Linked DNA regions of Hordeum vulgare: region 2 is linked to region 1. A link is a contact called in public Hi-C data. All regions are on one chromosome and are shown on one strand. The core of a region is the stretch at or near the end of the contact, and the rest is flanking DNA. Distances in the headings are between cores, read along the strand shown.

Region 1 (7,349 bases), core at 3,954-6,453:
TGGATAGCACCAAGTCTCCTCGGCTGCGACGCGGTAGAGCAACCCGAAGGACCCGGCGCCACTGGCGCAGGTGGTGGGGACGGCATCGCCTATGACTGTAATGCCAGCAATGACAAGGGCAAGCGCATCCACAGGGTTAGAGAGGTTAACACAATGTGGGCGGGTCCACAACCGACGATGCACTAGTAGGATGTGGGGAGTAGTCGAGATGGTGGCATGGACCGAAGGCTCGAGTCGGAGGCGCGCCCAAGGAAGTGAGGGACATGCTAGGGGATGGGTGTGTTGTGGGCTGCCTCATGGGGCTGGACTTGGCCCATGTGCTTGGTAACGCGGGAATGCGGAGGAGCGGACATCGTCATTAGATCGAGTACGAGATGAAGCGAAACAACCTAACAACTCCCCTTTAGGAGTAGCGATTAATTAATACGATTGAGTGATATATGAAAATGTTAACTAATGTGATTGAGCGACGTATGATAAGATTAATTAATTTAGATTTGATGTTTAAAAATTGACCCTCATTGATTCTTCCCCATAGTCATTATTAAATAACTTGTACCCACATGAAAAGTTTGGATACATTAGAATTTTGCAAGTTATAAAATTCGATATGACAAACGGAAAGGTGCGGTTCAGTTGAGAAAAAAATGACGGAAACATGCAAGGGTAAAAAACCAACATGAAAAAGATGGTGGAAGGTGGGACGAAAATAAACCAGCGAGGCAAACATAAACTACATGTAATGGCCTACCAACTCCCCCTTTAGAAGTACATATTTGCTACGCATGGTAATATTAATTAATATAATTTGAATGATGTATAAAATTATTAATTAATGTGATTAAGCGGCATATGATAATGTTAATTAATTTATATTTGGTCTTTAAAGATTGATTAGAGATTGACCTTGATTGATTCGTTCCCACAAATACATTACTAAATAACTTGCGTTCACATGAAAAGTTCTCAAATATTCACATTACGAGCTTCCTGAGTTACTGACCATTGGTATGGCAAAAAAGGTAATGATAACCAGATTGAGGTGGGATTTGCATTAAAAAAATCTAGGGGTATGAGACAAAAGACGTACCAACTCCCTTTTTAGAAGTAAAAATTGTTCGCACGAAAAACAAGTTGCTATTTTTTTTGATTAAAATATGTTCTCAGATTCTAAAACAGTTCAAGAATTTGAGAATTTCACGAAACCGAAAAAAGTTTCGTAAATTTAGAAGAATATCATGAATAGAAATGGTCACTAATTGGCGAAATATTCATGAATTTAAAAATAGTTAAATTGAAATATATCAGGATTTTCAAAATAATGTTCATGAATTTCAGAATCCATGTAATTCTAGAAGTTCATGAATTTCAAAGAATCATTGAAAATCTCACTAATAATTATCATCTATTTGAAAAGGTACACATATCTGAGAAAAAAATATAATTTTTAAAACTTTAACAAATTATTACCAAAAATAGTTCATGAAAATTTAGAAGTTACTTAATTCAGTAAAAAAGTTCAAAAACTCGAAAAGAGTAAACGAATTTGGGACAGATGTTTACAATTTTGCATAACTTAAAAAAAACAGTTTTTTTGTCGAAAAGTTCATGAATTTGAGAAAAACGGTTTATGAATTTGGGAATTTACGAAACTAGAAAAGATACATAGATTTGGAACAATATCACGAATTGAAAATGTCACTAGTTAGCAAGAAAGTCATAATTTTGAAAAAAGTTCACAAAATTCAAAGATTTCAAGTTTTTCAAATTAAAGTTCACCAATTTTAGAATTCATACATTTTAATAAGTTCATCAATTTCAAAAATCTTTGAAAATCTAACTATTAATTTTCATGAATTTGAAAAGGTACACATTTTTCAAGAAAAAATCAGTTTAAAATTTCACAAAATTCTGCCAAAATAGTTCACATATTTGAGTAGAAAAGTACAAAAAAATTGAAAAGAGTACTCGAATTTGAGACAAAATTTCTAGAATTTGACTAACTAAAAAAATCCGAGAAACAATTTTAGGAATAGTTCATGAATTCGAGAAAACGTTTTATGAATTTGGCAAGTTTAAGAAACAGAAAAAAGTTTCATAGATTGGCAAGAATATAACGAAATGAAAAGGTTACTAATTGGCAAAATATTCATGAATTCGATAAAAAGGTCACATAATTCAAAGAGTTCAAGATTTTCAAATCATACTTCACGAATTTCAGAATTCATATATTTTTTAGAAGTTCATGAATTTAGAAAATCTAAAAAAATATGACTAATAGTTTTCATGAATTTGAAAAAGACACGTGTTTGAGGAAAAATGTAATTTTAAATTTTTTCATAAATTTCTAATGAACCAGTTCAGAAAATTAAAAAGTTGGCATATTTGAGCCAAAAAGTTCAAGAACTTGAAAAAAGTATACGAAGTTGAGACAAAATTTTCAAGAATTAGAATAACTTTAAAAATCTGAGAAACAATACTTGAAAATGTTCATGAATTTGAGAAAATAGGTTTATGAATTCGGGAAAATGACATTAATATGAAAATAAAATCTTCTTGAAACTCAAAATGGAAAATATAAATAGAAATAAAAATTCCTCCTAATATCCGTGATAAATCAAACAGGAAAAAGGTCAACCAAAAAAATGTAAGGAGACTAAGACCATTCCTACTGTGCTTAGGCCGTGTTTGTGTTGTGCTTTTGCAGCATTTTCAATTTGGGCAAAAGCTATAAAAGCTTCTAAATATGTGATTTTGGAGATTTTATGACTTTGATGGATCATATAAGAATATTTATCTTCAAAAATCATAAAAGCTCCAAAAACACCTATTTAAGAGCTTTTATGCCTTTTTATATTCAGCATCAAAAGCCATAAAAGCTCCAAAAATTTCTATTTAGAACCTTTTTTGACTTTTAGATAAAAATGAAAAATTGTAAAAGAAAAGGCCAAAGCCTAAACAAATAGACCCTTAATAGGTTGGCCTTTTTGTATCACGTTATTGTGCCACGTACCAAATACATCTATTTGGGGAATACCCTATTTGACGTGCTTTGCGTGAAACTGCCGGCAATTCACACAGGCGTGCGATCGACCAGTAACGCGATGGGCCAACCGAGTTTTGCATAGACACTGCATCTACAACCGCAACTGGCGAGCCGGCTTTGGGAACCTTTTGTTTTTTCTCTGTATTTCGTATTTTTCTTTTTTTACGCTTCTTCTTTTTTATTTTATTTTAAAATAATTTCAAATAATTGTAGTTTTTCAAAATCTATCCATAACTTTCAAAATTCAGGATTTAAAAAAATGTTCATCATTTCAAAAAATGTTATTATTTTTCAACAAATGATGTGAATGTTTTTTTGTACTTTGTATAAAAGCATTTTAAAAAAACTATTCGGGCATTTCAGAAAATTATTCGCATTATTCAAAAAATCTCATATTGAAAAAAAATATTTAGTTCACAAGTTTAATAAATTCAAATAATGTTCGCATTTTGAAAAAAAATTGGGCATTTCAAGAAATATTCTTATTTAAAAAAATTAAGGGTTTGTATTCAATATATTAGGAACTTTTCAACTAATGAGCGGGATTTAAAAAATGTTCCTACTTTCTTAAATTGCTTGCAAATTCAAAATATGTTCTTGTTTTTAAATTTTTGTTCACGTAATCTAAAGTTATTTTCGTTCTTTTAATTTTGTTAACAAATTCTAAAAATGTTCAAATATTTTGGGAAAAAATTGGTTTCATTTTTTTGTTTACCTATATACTCCTAGTATTTTTTTTCACTTCCAAAAAAAATAAGTATTTCCCAATTGTTCTTGGTCTAAAATTTTGTTTGGAATCTAAAAAGTTGTCCCCATTTTCAATTTTTGTTCTCCAAGTAAAAAAGTATTCACATTTGTGAATTTATTATGGGATTTTGAAAATTTTATGCATTTAAAACAATGTTTTGAAAATTTGAATTTTTTTTAGTTTTAAATAAATTATGTAAATTCCAACTGATGTTCAATTTTTGGAGTTTTATTTACGAATTCGAAAAGTGTTCATGTTTTCAAAAAAAATGTTTGGGAAGTTGAAGATTTCATCATAGGTTTGAAAGCTGATGTGAAATTTTAAAATTTGCTCGTTTTTGTTAAAATTACTCCTAACTTAATTAAAGTGTTTGAAATTCGAAATATTGTTTGCAATTTTTTAAGTAATGTTTAGTTTACACCGCAAAATTTAGTACTTTATAGTTCGCTCTGCTCATTATGTCAACAATGTTCAATAGGTGGAATGGTTACTCGGACTCATGGACAAGCATGAAGTTTGTACTTTGATTCTCATCTTGCACAACACAATGTTAGTTTTATTTTTTCACGTGACAGCTCCATTTGTTTAACCTGAAATAGCCGGCCTAGTCGGATGCCCCCCGTGCAAAGGGAGGTCTGTTTGCCGCATAATGCAGCGAATAGGAACTCCCTCTAATTTGCATTGAAGGCACAAAATACGATTCCGAAATCACAAACTAAGGAGTACTCCATACAAAGATCACTGCCACCATCCTAGAATGGGACAAATGATGAACCGCATGTGTGTCACTTATCGCAACCTGAAAGTTTTCCTTTTTTCGTACATCCATATTTAAAAAATGTTTTATCTCTTAAATCATGCGTCCAAGTCCTCGGTTTTGATGAATTTTTTTCACAAAAAAAGAAACAAAAAAACCGTGTCCCCACGATAGAAAAGAAAAAACAAAAAATATGTTTTTTCCGTTTTTGAGAGGCACGGCTGTGCCTCTCGTGAAAGAAAAATCGCGCCTTTCGTGAAAGCAAAAACTGTGCCTCTCATAAAAAATGATTTTTTTCGTTTTCAAGAGGCACAGTCGTGCCTCGTCCGAAAAAAAACAATTTTTTTTTCGTTTTTGAGAGACACGACTGTGCCTCTCGCAAATGCAAAACCGTATCTCTCACGAAAGCAAAATCATGCCTCTCGCAAAAAAGATGTGTATATTCACGCAAATTTTGAAAAAACTTTTCCTTTCGAAAAGCTAAGAAAAACCAATGAAAACCCGAAACACCAAATATATACTTGAAAACACCAATTAAAAAGCCGAAAATGTGTTTGAAAAATAATAAAAAAAGAAATCCGGAGGGAACACTCAGAACGTGTCAAGTGGCTGTGGCTGAAACACGACAAGTGGCAACATGTGAGGGTGATCGTACGAAGGCTCGCTAACTAATTGCTCTCCTACCATTCACGCGCTTCCAGTGGGCTGGACCGAACATCCACTTGCCTAATGGACCGCTCCAGTGGGCTGGCCAACTAGGGAGTTGTTTGCTCTGTTTTGTTTCCTTTCGGTTGCCGTTTTTCCTCTTTCTTTTTCTAAATTTTATACTTCTATTTCAAAATATTATATATATATATATATATATATATATATATATATATATATATATACAATGTAAAAAATAATTTATCTTGAATTTTAAAACCATTAACCATCCGTTCAGAAAACTTTAAGACAAAGATTTTTTGGATAATTTCATTTTTTAATGTTTGTAGCATTAAAAACATATTCCTGACTTTTAAGAAATGTTCATGTGTTTCAAAAAATATTGAGGATATTTTATGAAAAGTAGTTATTCAATGTAAAACGATTGTTCATGCATTTTTGAAAAACAAATTCCTGTCATTCAAGAAAATGTTTGTAACATTTATGGAAAGTGTTCATGAATATCAAAAAAAAAGTTCATGATATTTTAGAAAAATGTTCACAGAATATTATAAAAATAATTATTTTGTTTTAAAAATCTTACCATTACAATTACGTATGTGACATTTATAAAATATTCATGCTTTAAATATATATTCGTGATATTAGGAAATGTCAATTTTTTTAGAAGATGTTAGCAAAATATCACATAACACTTTCATACTGTTCCAAAAGAAAGTTCAATGCATGTTTTAAAATGTACAAACATGTATTTGAACAATTGTTCGTCTTATATTAGATAAATATTCAACACATATCAATAAAGTGTGATGTGTATATAGGGAAACATACATTATGTATTGAAGAAGGTCGACTCAAATAACTAAAAATGAAGCAAAGGAAAAACTAAAGAAAATCAATGATAAAACACTGAAAAATATGAAGACACACGCATGGAAGGTTCAAGAACCTGCCCAAACTGGTCTAAAGAACTTTCCCAGATCTGCCTTGGAGCATCTCTAGCAGACCGTGTATAATGCTCAAATCCGTAAAAAAATGATGTGTTTACAGTTAAAAGCGGTGCCTAGCAGACCCCCTAAAACTTGTTCAATCCATAAACTTTTTAAAGGTCACGGTAAATCCATCCGTGAAAACATTATATGTGCAGTTTTGGAGACAGTATATAGTTCATCCCGTAAACTCGTCAATCCTTGTCGGAGCAAACGCGCCGCCATGGAATTGGCCGAAATCTACCTGAAACTCATCGGAATCCATCGCCGCGTGTCGTAAGAAGCCGTCGCATGCCGGAATTTGTTGCCTTCGATCCGAATTGCGGCCAGCATGACCTCCACTGCTGAGGTGAGGCCGTCCACGGACAGGATGGAGTAGGCCACTCGCGGTGTGAATCAGGACGGGACGGCACCGGAGAAGAGCGAGACAGGGTGGGGAAGCTCGCACGGCCATGACGGGTAACGTACGCATGGCGGCAGGCAATGTCGAGCTCAATCGGGGACGGGCAGTGCCGAGTTCAATCAGGGGCGAGTGGTGCACGGCTCCTCCACTTCATGCATGGCCGGGAATGTTTATTAAACCAGGGTTGTTTATTAAAACATGTTATTATTACTGTTGACTCATAGTGTCACCTACTATGAACTGGGCCTATATCTGTGGGCACGGCTATCGATAGTTATACACTTTGCAGAGGTTAATATACTGTACCCACACCATGGAACACAAGGCCTCCTGCTCCCATTCGGATGGACCAGCAGCATTCCAAAAAAACCGATTTATTGTATGGCACTCTCCCGGACACTCCGACAAACTACCCTTTGGCCTAAGTCATGGATGGCCTCGATGCCACTGTGGATATCTCCTCGCCACCGTTGTGCAAAACAAAAACGGTCCCAAACGGGGACAAAGGCGCCTACAACAACTATGGGCACACAAGGTTATCGCCGCCTACCGGGACAAGATAGCACGCGTGCATAACCTTTCCTAGTTAGCGGCACCGGCGAGAGGCATACCAACAGACCGCATTAAGGCCTTCCCATATAGGCAAGTGTGGCTGCACTGGCCAGCTCGACTCGATGGCACTATGACTCAACCAAGAAGTGCTCAAGTTCAATTAATATCCGGTTAAACTTGAAAAGTAA
Region 2 (6,751 bases), core at 2,334-4,833, 140 kb after region 1:
AAATGGTACTCTGTTCTGAATTCCTCTATGCCCCCTTTTCTGAATTCCTTTGCCATGGTACTCTGTTCTCCTCTATGTAAACAAATTACAGTGAACAAAATAAATCAGCTTTTACATTAGTATCTTAAAAAACTGGATGCTTATATTAGCACTTCTATTTTTGGTACTACGTGGTTGTTTTGTTTCAACCTGTTAACTGGATCTTGTACGGTATGCTTACATTAGTATTCTTCAGTTAAAACCAAATGAGTGAGCTTCCTTGCTACTGATTATTCAAGCAGGCTGACTAGTACATACTGATGTTTTGTTTTGGTGTCGATGTTTTGTTTCTTCAAGCAGGCTGACTAGTAAATATTGCTTTACTAGTCATTTTACTAGTATCTCGAGTCCGAACCGTGCTGTCATCTACTAGAAAAACTGTTAAGTGTTTGAGATGTAAATGAGTGAAGTTGGAGCAAAGGATTGGTTGAATACTGTCTGCTTGAGCCAATCTTCAGACGTATCCGCCTTTGTAGCCACACTTGACAAGTGTTTCCACCTTCCTACCCTCCATACACTTCCTTTTATTATGGTTAGAACTTAGGAATGTGACTGTTATCATAGATTTTTTTAATATCCGGCTGAGTCTGACCAGGGACAACCGGATTGGCATGGATCCTCAAGGAGTAACGACAATGACAGATGGCATCCGATTAACAGTGCCTTGAAACTAGTTAATTAGTCAAGGCAGGTGAACTACATGAGTTTCTGATTCAGTTAAATGGAACAGCAGCACCCAAACGGAAATTTTGAAAGAAATTTTCAATTTAGTTGACGTTTACGGACAAACATACAAACATCAAACATATCATCAACCCAACAAAATAAAGAAGATGACACTAAACTCTATGCTTGTGTTGCTTTGAAGTTAATTGGAGTTGCAGTTTGCTGAATAAACACCAATAGTCACTGTCACTTGCAAGATCACCAGCGGTCAATGAAGAACACTGCTGGGATGATCATCTATATGCTGCTGATGATAATTGCATATTCAGTCATTTTACTAGTAATTTATTCTTCAAGCAGGCTGACTAGTAATTTATTCTTGGTTTTCATTTTTTCCTACATATGTGCTCTGTTTCCTGTCTAAGTCTGAATATTGTTTTTCTATTTTTTCCTACATATGTGCTTTGTTTCCTGTCTGAGTATTGCTTTTCATTTTTTCAGTTACCTCAGGATAAGAAAGTCTTTTGTTCTCAGTAGAGTTTGAGCATAATGGCATATTCATTGGTGAAGGAATGAATAGATCCTACCTTTACAGCACGATTGCAACCTTTGATTACTGTCATGCAGACACATGGTCACTCTCAATGGTGAAGTACTGTTTGGACAGGTTGGATTACTCGCATGGTTTTCCTGATTTGCAAGTATACTGGTGCTTGCCAGACAAGGACATTGTTGATGGTCTTGTTTGTGTAAATAGTGAAGAGGTTATTGCTGCTATGGTCAATGCAAGTAAGGAAGCTAAGACTCTGCTGGTGATAGTTGATGAGGAGAACAAGATCAGAAGATTTTATGAAGATGTGATCAAAGATGGCCCCCCTCTGCCAGATGTAATTATTTCAAGAGGAGCTAAAGGGGGAGAGGAAGAGGGCAGAAGTGAAGAAGAGAATGGAGAGGGCAGAAGTGAAGAAGAGCATGGAGAGGGAAGAGCAGATGCAGATGTAGAGCAAGGAGAGGAGAGAGATGAAGATGAACATGTAGAGCAAGGAGAGGAGAGAGAGGAAGAGGAGCATGTAGAGGAAACTGATTCTAATTTTGATGAGAGTGACTATGATGTGGAAGACATGGATGATGATATATTCACTGAGAATATAGATGCAGCACTTGGTGATAACAATGAGCAGGAAGGATATATACCAGAGGATGACCTTTTGGATGATGATGATCTCAACCTGTCTAAAGCAGAACTTGAGAAGCTCAACTACAGATTTAGGGCCTACAATCCAGAAGTTGACATGAACAATCCAGTGTTCAGGGTAGGGCTTGTGTTTGGTCCAGAAACAATCAAATGCAGGTGAGCCAGAAACAAGTGCAATGAAACTTCACTAAACTTTACAAAAATTAGAAACAATAGTTAGTCCATTTGCTGAATTTACTACACTTTGCAAATGAAGAGGAGGCAGGAACAAGTGCCAATGCAGGAAGAGCAAAGAAAAAAACAAGAGGAGGTGGAAGAGCAAGAGCAAGAGGAGCTGCAGGTGGAAGGACTGGAGCAAGAGCAAGACCAAGAGCTGGAGCTGAAGCTAAAACTGGAGTTGGAGCAACTGCTGGAACTGGAGCTGGAGCACAAGCAGCAGCTGGAGCTGGAGCAGCTGCTGGAACTAGAGCTGGAGCACAAGCAGCAGCTGGAGCTGGAGCAGCTGCTGGAAGAGGAGCTGAAGGAGGGAGAAGAGTGGAAGATTATCCTCTGTGGCAGCTAATGTTTGGACCAATCCCAAACTTGAATGAAGAGATTCCACTGACCCAAAATGCCCCTAGGACTCCAGACAATTAGTTCATTACTGCTTTGTTTAATTAGTTCATCTCTGAACTGCAAAAATGTCCCAGTTCATACATGAACTAGAAGCTTGCAGGAGGAATTAGTATTTTGTGCTGGTAATGGCACTTGTGGCTACAGACTGTAGTCTTTAACTGTCCAGATTGCTTTTGCTAAAAACTACTACTTGCAGGCTGGTTACATATTGCAGTTCCTCTATATGGAAAGACTAACTTGCTGGCATTTGGTGTTGTGCATCAGTCTAGATGCTAATTAGGGAGCTTACTACTATCTATATCCTGCTGAGACTGCTATCTATATCCTGCTATCTATATCCTGCTGCTATCTATTGACGCCCATCTATTTTGATGTTTTGTTCATGTTACAGACTGCTATCTATATCCTGCTGCTATCTATGTATTTGTGTTGCTGCTATCTATATCCTATTGAGTTGTTGCTGCTATCTATATCCTCCTGTGTGAAGATTTCATTCACTTGTAGATGCCAGATCAGTTGGGATAATTCAGAGATACTTCAGGGGTTATCAGCAAAAATGGCCTTCACACATCAGGACCATCCAGGTATGCGTGGCAGCCTATGTGGCAACTTTAAGTGCGTTTTTGCCCTTAATGAATCCGCATCGTAGTTACTGTACCATTTTTCTGGGGTTTTTTTGTTTTTGTATGAATCCGTTAACAAGCCGAAAGTTTATGTACTGCAGCTGTAATTAGCTCTTTATTTATCTCTCCTGGCTAAACGGATCGAAACGAACAAGCCCGTGGTGGGAACAGCCACGGCTTGTCAAGATCAATCAGCGCCCAACCCCAGTCAGTGCTCTGCTCAGTCCAGTCCAGACATCGGTAAGCGGACGATGCCAATGGCATGGCAGTGCTGGAGGGGATCCGAGTCATCATCCCACGGCAAAAGCTGAAGCTGGGATCCAGAAAGAGAGCTGAGCTGCTGGTGGCATGCAGTTACTGTTCCACCGGCTGCACTGTAGCGGTACACGTACATAGGACGGCAATAAGCAGCACGCAGACGAGGTAGGTTCACGAGTTATTATCATGGCGATCGGTTGCCAGGGCCTCAGTGCGCAGGCAGCCATGATGGCGCACCCACAACGCCAGCGAACGTACGTAGCTCCATCGGCTAGATGCTGGACTGGAGCAGCTCGGATCGCTTTCTGTTCGTGTCTCCGTGGAGAGGGCATCGCCACCGGCAGAGAGCATCCGCCGCGGCAGGCCTCGGAAAAGCCGCCCGCTCTTCCTATGTACTCCTACGTTCTCTCTCTCTCTTCCATCATCGTCGTGCAAAACGTGTCGAGTTCCGGTTGACAGGAGATTAGGCCGCTCCCGCGCACGACTCATTCGTTCGACCTTGTTTGTTTGCGACAAATCCCGCGACCTAGTGTGTAACAGTCTGGACCTATCTTTTTTGCTTTGTGTCCAGTCTGAGTCATTTTCAACACAAACATGCTTCCGGTTTGAATTCAGATGGACAACGAACGGACGGATCTCTTGTCCGCATCGGGGGGCCGTGGCATGCGGCCATCTACCTTCCACCGCCTAAATTAACTACGAACGCACGGTCGGCCCCACCTGTCATCCACCCAGACGAGCAGTCGCCGTCCTTCTTAGATGGGAAGCCGTGGACCGGTCACAGTCCACGCTCCCACTCCAGTCCTGATGCCCCCTCAAAACCAAACACCCAAACCCTGGTTCTTTCCTCCTTTTCTCGAGCTCTCTGCCCACCGGCAACCATGGTGTGGTGAAGCACCGGCCGTAAGGGGGCACACGACCACAAGATTGGTTCGTCCTTCGGCCGCCGCCAGTTCAGCGCCTGGACCACCCCCACGGAGGGCCCCTGCACTGCCCGCATTCACCATCGCCCCTCTGGTCGCCCCCGCGCGCGACCGACAGTACGTCCATGCAGATGTTTGCAGACGTTATTGGGGAATAGTGACGCCGCTCCCCTGAGCGACGTTCACCTACCCAATAATTGGCATCTGCCCGCGGATCGGCCGCCGATCCCGATGAGTGGCCGTGCCTATCGCGAAGAGATCGACCACCATCGTCGTTGCCTGCCTGACGACCTATACTACGACCCAAGGTACGTTGTCGCCACTGTAGGACACTTGGTTTCGGGACAAGCACGACATGCGACGCTCATCATACTTAGTTTTTATATTAATTATGTTCTAAACATTGTTTGCGTATTATTTTGGGCATTTATTTGAGTTTTGCAACAACAAAATCATGTCCATCCTGGACATGATTTGAGGTGCGACCGCGCACCGACCCGACAATAGCCCGATCCGGACATGGGCTATCCCATTGCCGCCCCAAACGAACAAAAGCAGGCGAACGTCCGTTTGGGGGCGTGCCCTGGATGACGCCAAACTAAAACATTTCATTCATTCCACTGAGACTATGAATTCAAAGGTGCAGGTCCACAACAGAAATTCAACACGGAGGACTCAATAATACCAACATATAGGGGGCCCTTGACTCTGTCCTACACATCCACCGACACAACACAGGTCTCATCTCTTCAGTCAACTTGGAACCCCTACAAAAATACCACATCCAAAGATGCATGAGTAAAATCTGCACCAGCGCAATAAGATGGGCAGATTAATGATTCATCCGTTGTACACTGTCACCTGTTAAACCAAGCACAGATTAATCATCGACTACTCTCGTTCACATGGTCTCCACACCGTGCCCGTAGGCTCATCCATCAGGGCGATGCCTTTGCTAGCAAGCTCCTTCCTGATCTGGTCAGACACCTCGAACTGCTTGTTGTTCCTGGCAGCGATCCTATGCTCAATCTGCTCACTCAGTGATTCCTCTGTCAGCCCTGCCCGCTTCAGCGCCTTCTCCTTTAGCTGCTTGAGTACCTGCATTGGATTGGACATTTGCTCGTGTCACAAACCATCATCGTCAAAAGAGGAAATGGGCACGTCTACATAGTGTGGCTTTAGTTCGTACCTCTGCTAAAGGAGATGGTGGCATCAGACCAAGGATGGATAGCTTGTGTTTAATTTCTGCTCCCAGCGCATTCAGAGCTTGAATGTGATCTTCTGGCTGCTTCTGTGGCCGCTGCTGCTTCTGTTGCTGCTTCTTTTGCTGTTGTTGTTTCTTCTTTTGCTGTTCCAGTTTTTGCTGCAGCTTCTGGAAGTAGAAAATGTGTTTGATGAACTACTGTGAACTGGACATAAATTTGTTCCAGCATTCAAAGCAGTGTATTATTGCTTGAACATACCTTCAAATCATTTAAATTGCCGTTTATTGCCTTCAGAAGCTCCATGAAGCCATCCAGAACATCTGTAGTCCGAAGATCATCTGACATTGATTCCAAAAATGCTTTATGGTGGTCGTCAACCAGTTTTTGCTCCTCAGCTGGGACTGGGGCAGATGTATTCTCTTCACGATGCAGAGACACCACTTCATCACAGTCATATAAAGTCTGCAAATTTTTTATATCAATCAAACATTAAAGGTCTGCTTCAAAATTCAGTTGCTCAGACAGACGTGTGTCGAATGCCTAAACTTTGATTTGAAACCAAATAATGACTAATATTATTGATGTTTAAGTACATCACCTGGAAAATGTAGTACACACGATCAGATGCAATCTCAAGTGCTTTATCAGAATGATTCGCATCTGATTTATAATGTGTGCGCATCAGGAAAAATCTCAGCGCCAAAGGATGATACAGAGTTATAATCTGAAAAGAAGAGACATGTGAGATATCTTGGGAAACACCCGACAGGTTTAAATGAGAACTATACTAAAAGAAGTCAGGTATCCATCTCCTTACATCTCTGATCGTGAAGAAGTTATTAACTGATTTTGACATCTTTTGGTCATCGATGTTAATAAAGCCATTATGCATCCAGCATTTGACCTCACTTTCTGGATAAGCCGCCCGGCTTTGTGCAAGCTCATTCTCATGATGAGGAAATATCAAATCTTTCCCTCCACCATGAATATCAAACACATGCCCTAAATAGTGAGCACTCATTGCACTGCATTCAATATGCCATCCTGGTCTTCCGTTACCCCAAGGGCTCTCCCAAGAAGGCTCACCTTCCTTAGCAGCCTGGACATGGTAACTCAAGCATAATAAGAAACTCGCAGTGTGCAAGAGTAAACTCTACACAACAATGTATCGAACTTACCTTCCATAACGCAAAGTCTGCAGGGTTCCGCTTTCTTGTATCGACAGCA

What was found. A called contact is a pair of places that touch in the nucleus more often than the background predicts.
Region 2: a Hi-C map of leaf shows a contact between it and region 1, with 2.4 times the contacts expected there. The contact joins two enhancer-like sites. A contact is called at or near these places in 2 of 6 Hi-C or Micro-C datasets (leaf and seedling).

Annotation. Positions count from the first base shown.
Region 1 is chr4H:576,727,543-576,734,891 of MorexV3_pseudomolecules_assembly, forward strand. No RefSeq gene overlaps it. Among protein-coding and RNA genes, the nearest start is that of LOC123447193, 48 kb to the left of the region's middle. Within about 2 kb of position 5,204, at least 2 of the 3 cell types and tissues checked have open chromatin away from gene starts, as enhancers often do. A contact at or near this core is called in leaf, where this site is marked.
Region 2 is chr4H:576,867,433-576,874,183 of MorexV3_pseudomolecules_assembly, forward strand. It overlaps LOC123449680 (cysteine--tRNA ligase CPS1, chloroplastic/mitochondrial-like), which reads right to left. Exons shown (of 10, transcript XM_045126977.1): 4 at 6,703-6,751; 5 at 6,342-6,623; 6 at 6,123-6,248; 7 at 5,783-5,986; 8 at 5,509-5,691; 9 at 5,181-5,417; 10 at 4,926-5,086. The coding sequence ends at 5,211. Among protein-coding and RNA genes, the nearest start is that of LOC123449680, 6.4 kb to the right of the region's middle. Within about 2 kb of position 3,584, at least 2 of the 3 cell types and tissues checked have open chromatin away from gene starts, as enhancers often do. A contact at or near this core is called in leaf, where this site is marked.